Regions from separate parts of the Zea mays genome. Here region 1 is linked to region 2. Evidence: chromatin contacts called from public Hi-C data. All regions are on one chromosome and are shown on one strand. Each heading gives the region's core, a stretch centred on a gene start, on an enhancer-like site or on the middle of the called end of the contact. The rest is flanking DNA. Distances are from core to core; before and after follow the strand shown.

Region 1 (3,039 bases), core at 236-2,735, 150 kb before region 2:
TCGGCATAATTACCCTGCCCCTAACTTGTTGGAGCGCTGACGCTGTGTGGTTGTACTACTACGACACTAGTGGCGTCGATGGTACCTACCCTTCAATTCAAGGTACCACAAAACAGGACAGATCGAGCAGGGCAGGCAGGCAGCGCTACAGATCAAAACACACACACACACAGAAAAAATGCAATCTTAAAGCAACAGAACATCGATCTTGAAGCAGCACAATAGTCTGCACAGAAGTGACTCGGTGTTTAGCATTGTTTTTTAAGATTGATGAGGTGAAGACAATCTCAGGAATTCGAAGTAGGCTGCAGAAGTTTTATTTTATTTTATTTTTTTTCATCTGAGCAAAAGGGTGGGAGGCTGGAGTGCATTACATTCCCGATGGCGAGTGGCGGTTGCGGTCGTTTTCAGCTGAAAGCGTTGAGGCAGCTAGCCCGTCTCTGTTACAGTCACGCTCTTTCTGAAACGGACGTGTCGCTGTTAATTTTTTTTTCTTCTTCTTATTCCTGAAACGCACTCCCGATTGTCTGCCCACGTCCAGGCTGGTTTGTTGTCACTGCAAACCAGGCTGTCTGACGGCTATAGATTCTGAACGTCCCTGAGTGACCGTCACCAAACCAAACGAAGCATCACCTGCTCCTAGGACTCCCTTCGTCCTTGGTGATTCAAAAAAGTTGCCTTCTGACGCTGGGGACTGTTCTGTCATGTTAAAGAAGGCCGTCCTCCTCGTAGGAAGGGAACACTCAAATAACCAATCGAGTGCAGCAGCTGACACACAGCAGGCCTATCCTAGTACATTTCTCCAATCCTGCTCTGCCTCTGCTTGGGGTTCAGCACGACAGGATCCAGCAATCCTGAGATTCCATCACCTCCGGGTCTGTGGTGTGGGTGTGGCCCCCTAGTCTAGTCCAGACCTGTGATGATTGATGATCGACCATGCATCCCCGGCCGCGGAGGAGGATCTCCAATCTCAGCTCACGACCAACCCCCAACCAAACCCCTCCAAAAAGGATGCCAGAGTTTAGCCCCTGCAATTCACCTCATTCGTCTCATGGTCAATCACTTGCCAAACTACCACTTTTCTTTACCCTGCAACACACTTTCCAGGAATCCAAATCCCACTAGATTACTCCTCCTAATCGCAATTAGCCCCTTCCTTTTTGCATATCCATCCAATCGCAATTATGCCAGGACAGGAGGCAGGTCGCCGTGCGTGTTGCCGGTGCCGGTGCCGGTGCCCCCACCAAGTTATTGACAAAAGCGCGCGCGCGTCTGGGTGTGGCCGTGGCCGCGGCCGCGGCCGCTGCAAGTCTCTCCTTCCCCTGTAGCACACTAGCACTGTGGACGGGACGACGGGGTGGATATGGAGGGATTGGCCGATTGGGACATGCGTGCAAGCCTCCGCAAGTGAATTCCACGCGCTCTCATCTTTATAAAACCCGCCTCCCTCCCGCGCGCCTAGCTCCATGCAACGCTCTCCCTCCTCATCCTTCCACCTCTCGTCGCCGTCTATGGTCTTCGTGTTCCCACCGCCAACGACACCAGCGCGCCTAGGTTGCTAGCTCATGGCCTTGCCAGCCACCACAAAGGCAGCATCGGCAATGGCGTCCATCCACCAGCAATGCGGGGCCGCGACGGGCCCGCGCGCGCGGCGGCGAGTCCAGTGCCGCGGCGCGGCCAACAGCGTGGCTGCCGTCGCCGCGGCGCGCGCACCGGTGGAGGCAGCGCCGCCACGGCACGCGGCGCGGAGGAGCACGTCCACGGCGACCGTGGCGGGCATGTGGCGGCAGCTGCAGGGGTGCGACGACTGGCAGGGGCTGCTCGAGCCGGCGGCGGTGCACCCGCTGCTGCGCGCCGAGGTGGCGCGCTACGGCGAGCTGGTGGACGCGTGCTACAAGGCCTTCGACCTGGACCCGGCGTCGCGCCGGCACCTCAACTGCAAGTACGGCCGCGAGCGGATGCTGGAGGAGGTGGGCATGGCCGGCGCCGGCTACGAGATCACGCGCTACATCTACGCGGCGGCGGACGTGACGGTGCCCACCATGGAGCCGTCCACCAGCGGGCGCGGCCGCTGGATCGGCTACGTGGCCGTGTCCACGGACGAGATGACGGGGCGGCTGGGCAGGCGCGACGTCCTGGTCTCGTTCCGCGGCACGGTGACGCCCGCCGAGTGGATGGCCAATCTGATGAGCTCGCTGGAGCCGGCGCGCCTGGACCCCTGCGACCCGCGCCCGGACGTCAAGGTGGAGTCGGGATTCCTCAGCCTCTACACCTCCGTCGACAAGACGTGCCGCTTCGGCGGCGCGGGGAGCTGCCGGGAGCAGCTCCTGCGCGAGGTGTCGCGCCTCGTCGGCTCGTGCGCCAAGGCACGGCCCGGCGAGGACGTCAGCGTCACCCTGGCGGGGCACAGCATGGGGAGCGCGCTGGCGCTGCTCTTCGCGTACGACCTCGTGGAGCTGGGCCTCAACCGCGGCGCGCCCGTCACCGTCTTCTCCTTCGGCGGGCCCCGCGTCGGGAACGCCGCCTTCAAGGCCCGGTGCGACGAGCTGGGCGTCAAGGCGCTGCGCGTGGCCAACGTCCACGACCCCATCACCAAGCTCCCGGGCATCTTCCTCAACGAGGCCACCGCGCGGGTGCAGGCGCTCCGCCCGTGGCGCGACTCCTGCTACACCCACGTCGGCGTGGAGCTGCCCCTGGACTTCTTCAGGATGGGCGACCTGGCCAGCGTCCACGACCTGGGCACGTACGTCGCATTGCTCAAGAGCGGCGGCGGCGGCGACAAGCCAGCCGCGGCCACTCGACGCAGCGACGGCGGCGTGCTGGCGAAGGTGGTGGAGTTCGTGGGGCGGCGACGCGCGGGCGCCTTGCCATGGCAGGACGCGGCCCTGCAGATGGGCGGCCTGGTGCAGACCCTGGGGCTCATCTGAGTCTGTCTGACCTCAGCAACCGTCGGCCGTGATTAACTGCTCAGTAGTGATCCTCTTGGATAATTTTATTTTTTAGAGGATCGCTTCACTTGTTTTTTTTTTGTACAGATCG
Region 2 (2,701 bases), core at 80-2,579:
TGCGGATACAACCTCGTCCTTCCCAACTAATACCATAAAATACGATTGTGTACGGTCGACGAGTAATATAATAGTAGTAGCTGTAAAGTCTAATAAAAGTTCGAGATCGTTGGCCAAGATGATCTGTAATAATCTGTTTGACTATACGGCACGAACGCACGCACGTACGTACGTCGTCCCTGTGTCTTAGCTCACTTTCTTGCTGACATCACATGTCTTCCTTCACTCAAAGTAACTGAAAGCAAACTAGGCACGTTATCGTTTACCGTTTTCTGCAACTTCTTGGTTCCAAAGCTGACGAAACTTCTCTATCGTCAACAAAAGGTTCATGCTCACGAAATTTACGCAGCCGCTTAATTTGTGACTTGCGCCTGGAGTGTCGCCACCACACACATACGGCCCAGCCCAGACCCAAATACGCGCGAGGGTCTACAAGAGAAAGGGTCCAATTCCCTTTCGTTTCCAGATTCCGATAGATTGTATTGTATTGTAGGCCTTCCTCTCCCTCTCTATCTACGCAGTCCGGGTCCGCTCTCTGCCTCTCTCTCTCTCTCTCTCTCTCTCTCTCTCTCTCTCTCTCTCTCTCTGAATAAATGGTAAGGATCTCTGAATAAACCATAAAACGCCTTTTAACTACTGGCCGAAAGCAACATACATCAACAGATTTTTGGAAATACAGAATCGTACAGAAGTCTCAACAAGAAGGCATGACAATCGATTGTCAGCTCCCGGAGCCGACCACGACCACGCTGCGTATATATATACAAACCCTAACCAGACACCATCCATCTGAGATCGAGCTGCTAGTTGACTCCCCCCCCCCACCCCCCCCCCCCCCCCCCCCCCCCAAAAAAAACAATTTTATACTCCTTGCTTTTCCAACGTACGGAAGAGCTAGACGACTTTGATAGAGCTAGTTGACTCTCTCCCCCCAAAAAAGCAATTTTTATATTCCTTGCTTTTCCATCGGAGGAGCCAGACGACTTTGAGCAAAGGCTACGCTTCGAGCGACTTGTTGTATGTTCCGAACTCGGCGCGGGCGCACCTTGACTCTTGACTTGCTCGTGCAGCTCATGGCCTAGGTGTCAGCAGAATATACCTGATAAAATCAGGTAGCAACTTTTAATACTGAAATTTCTAGCTGCTGGAAGTACCCTATCAGAACTTTTTAGGTTAACTCAAATACCCAGCCCTGCTGGCCCGTGAGCTGCCAGGTGCAGCAGATGCACACGCGGCGAGCGCCGCCACTTGGTCTTGGCCTCCGGTCAGGAATCCGGAGCGCCTCCGACCCTCCGTGCCGCGCGCGCCGGCATCACGTGCACGAGCTCTGCCCGCGCGCCCCCTTCCAGCTACAAGCGTGCGCATCCGGCAACTTGCCAACTTGCCCGGCCCGGCAGGTTGCAAGTCCGCAGCGCATCACATCGAACACCTGCAGTTGCACTGCAGCTGGTCTTCGTGCCAATCAGGCAATCACCCCCATTTGGGGACGCTAAAAAACACCTTTTTACAGTTGCCAGCATCGCGATCAAGGCCGTTGGAAACCGGAACGCGCCAGCCGCCGGTTTGGCTGCTCCAACGGCCTACGTACGTGGTTTTCCCTGACTGTTTCAAGTTCATTTTTAACCAACCCGCAACAGTAGACTGAAACAAAGTTATCGAATATTTATCGACCGCTAGTTTATTTTTAACTAAACCACGATAAATAAAAAAAAATAAAAGAGAAAATACCATTTAGGACATGTTTGGTAATACGGTTTTAAAATACTATAGTTTACAAATACCATAATTTATAATGGTACATGACACAAATACTACAGTATTGTCTTACTACAGTAAAACCACAGTATTGCTGAAAACCAAGATGTGTTTGGTTCCATTAGAAAAAACAAAGTATTCATGGAAAGAACAAAAGAAAACCAAGGTCATTAGTGGAGTTTCCAAAACTCCAAAAGAATACCACAGTTTTGGGTAAACCATCATATTTGAAACAGTGTTTTACATGTACCAACCAAACACATTTTGGCCATCAATACCACGGTATCATTGAATACCATAGTATAATCTCAAAACTGCAAAAAATACTAAGCTTCAAACAGAGCCTTATTTGTACACATCGAGTAAAGAATAGGACCCATGCTCGAATTTGCACATTAGTCAACATAGTATTGCTAGAAGTTAGAGACCACACAGGTCTGGGTGCATAACCTGTTCATAACATAAACCCTAAATAATATGTCTTATGACTTCCGACCCCCGCAAAACGGTCTCACTCGTGTTTCTATCTTGATCGACCCCTGAGAGCCAAGGGTAGGACAGGTTGACCATGGGTATCCGTCTCATCCGACCTCTAATTGTCTGAGGTGTCAGGGTACAAAACTATGCCCTAAAAAGACTACTTCGCCCGACCTAGGTCGGGAGCTGTGCCCGACCCCTCAGAAATCATAACTCTTGGGATCATACCGATGACTATCCAGGAAAGGTACGAAAGAGTCGAACTCTGACGTAGGTGTGTAGTTCGAATGACAACATGAGAGTTGATATGTCAGCATACATGCTTTGACGTCGAGGATAGTCCGAATGGTCATTCTAGGAAATTCACTAGCATGCATGCATCATATGGACTAAAGCTGACCATGGCTATGACCACTCTGTGGCCCGAAGGGTAACTAAGGACATGTTGTAGGACAAGAGGTATATCGGC

The links. Hi-C and Micro-C count contacts between places; a contact is called where the count stands out from the background.
Region 1: a Hi-C map of ear shows a contact between it and region 2, with 2.4 times the contacts expected there. The contact joins the promoter of LOC103650881 here to the enhancer-like site in region 2. A contact is called at or near these places in 11 of 25 Hi-C or Micro-C datasets (bundle sheath, ear, endosperm and 4 more) and 1 of 3 datasets of contacts at active chromatin or transcription factors (leaf).

Annotation. Positions count from the first base shown.
Region 1 is chr3:171,286,601-171,289,639 of Zm-B73-REFERENCE-NAM-5.0, reverse strand. It overlaps LOC103650881 (phospholipase A1 EG1, chloroplastic/mitochondrial), which reads left to right and starts at 1,485. Exons shown (of 1, transcript XM_008676472.3): 1 at 1,485-3,039. The coding sequence starts at 1,566. The coding sequence ends at 2,927.
Region 2 is chr3:171,135,154-171,137,854 of Zm-B73-REFERENCE-NAM-5.0, reverse strand. No RefSeq gene overlaps it. Among protein-coding and RNA genes, the nearest start is that of LOC100284495, 14 kb to the right of the region's middle. Within about 2 kb of position 1,329, at least 20 of the 20 cell types and tissues checked have an H3K27ac peak or open chromatin away from gene starts, as enhancers often do. A contact at or near this core is called in bundle sheath, ear, endosperm and 3 more, where this site is marked.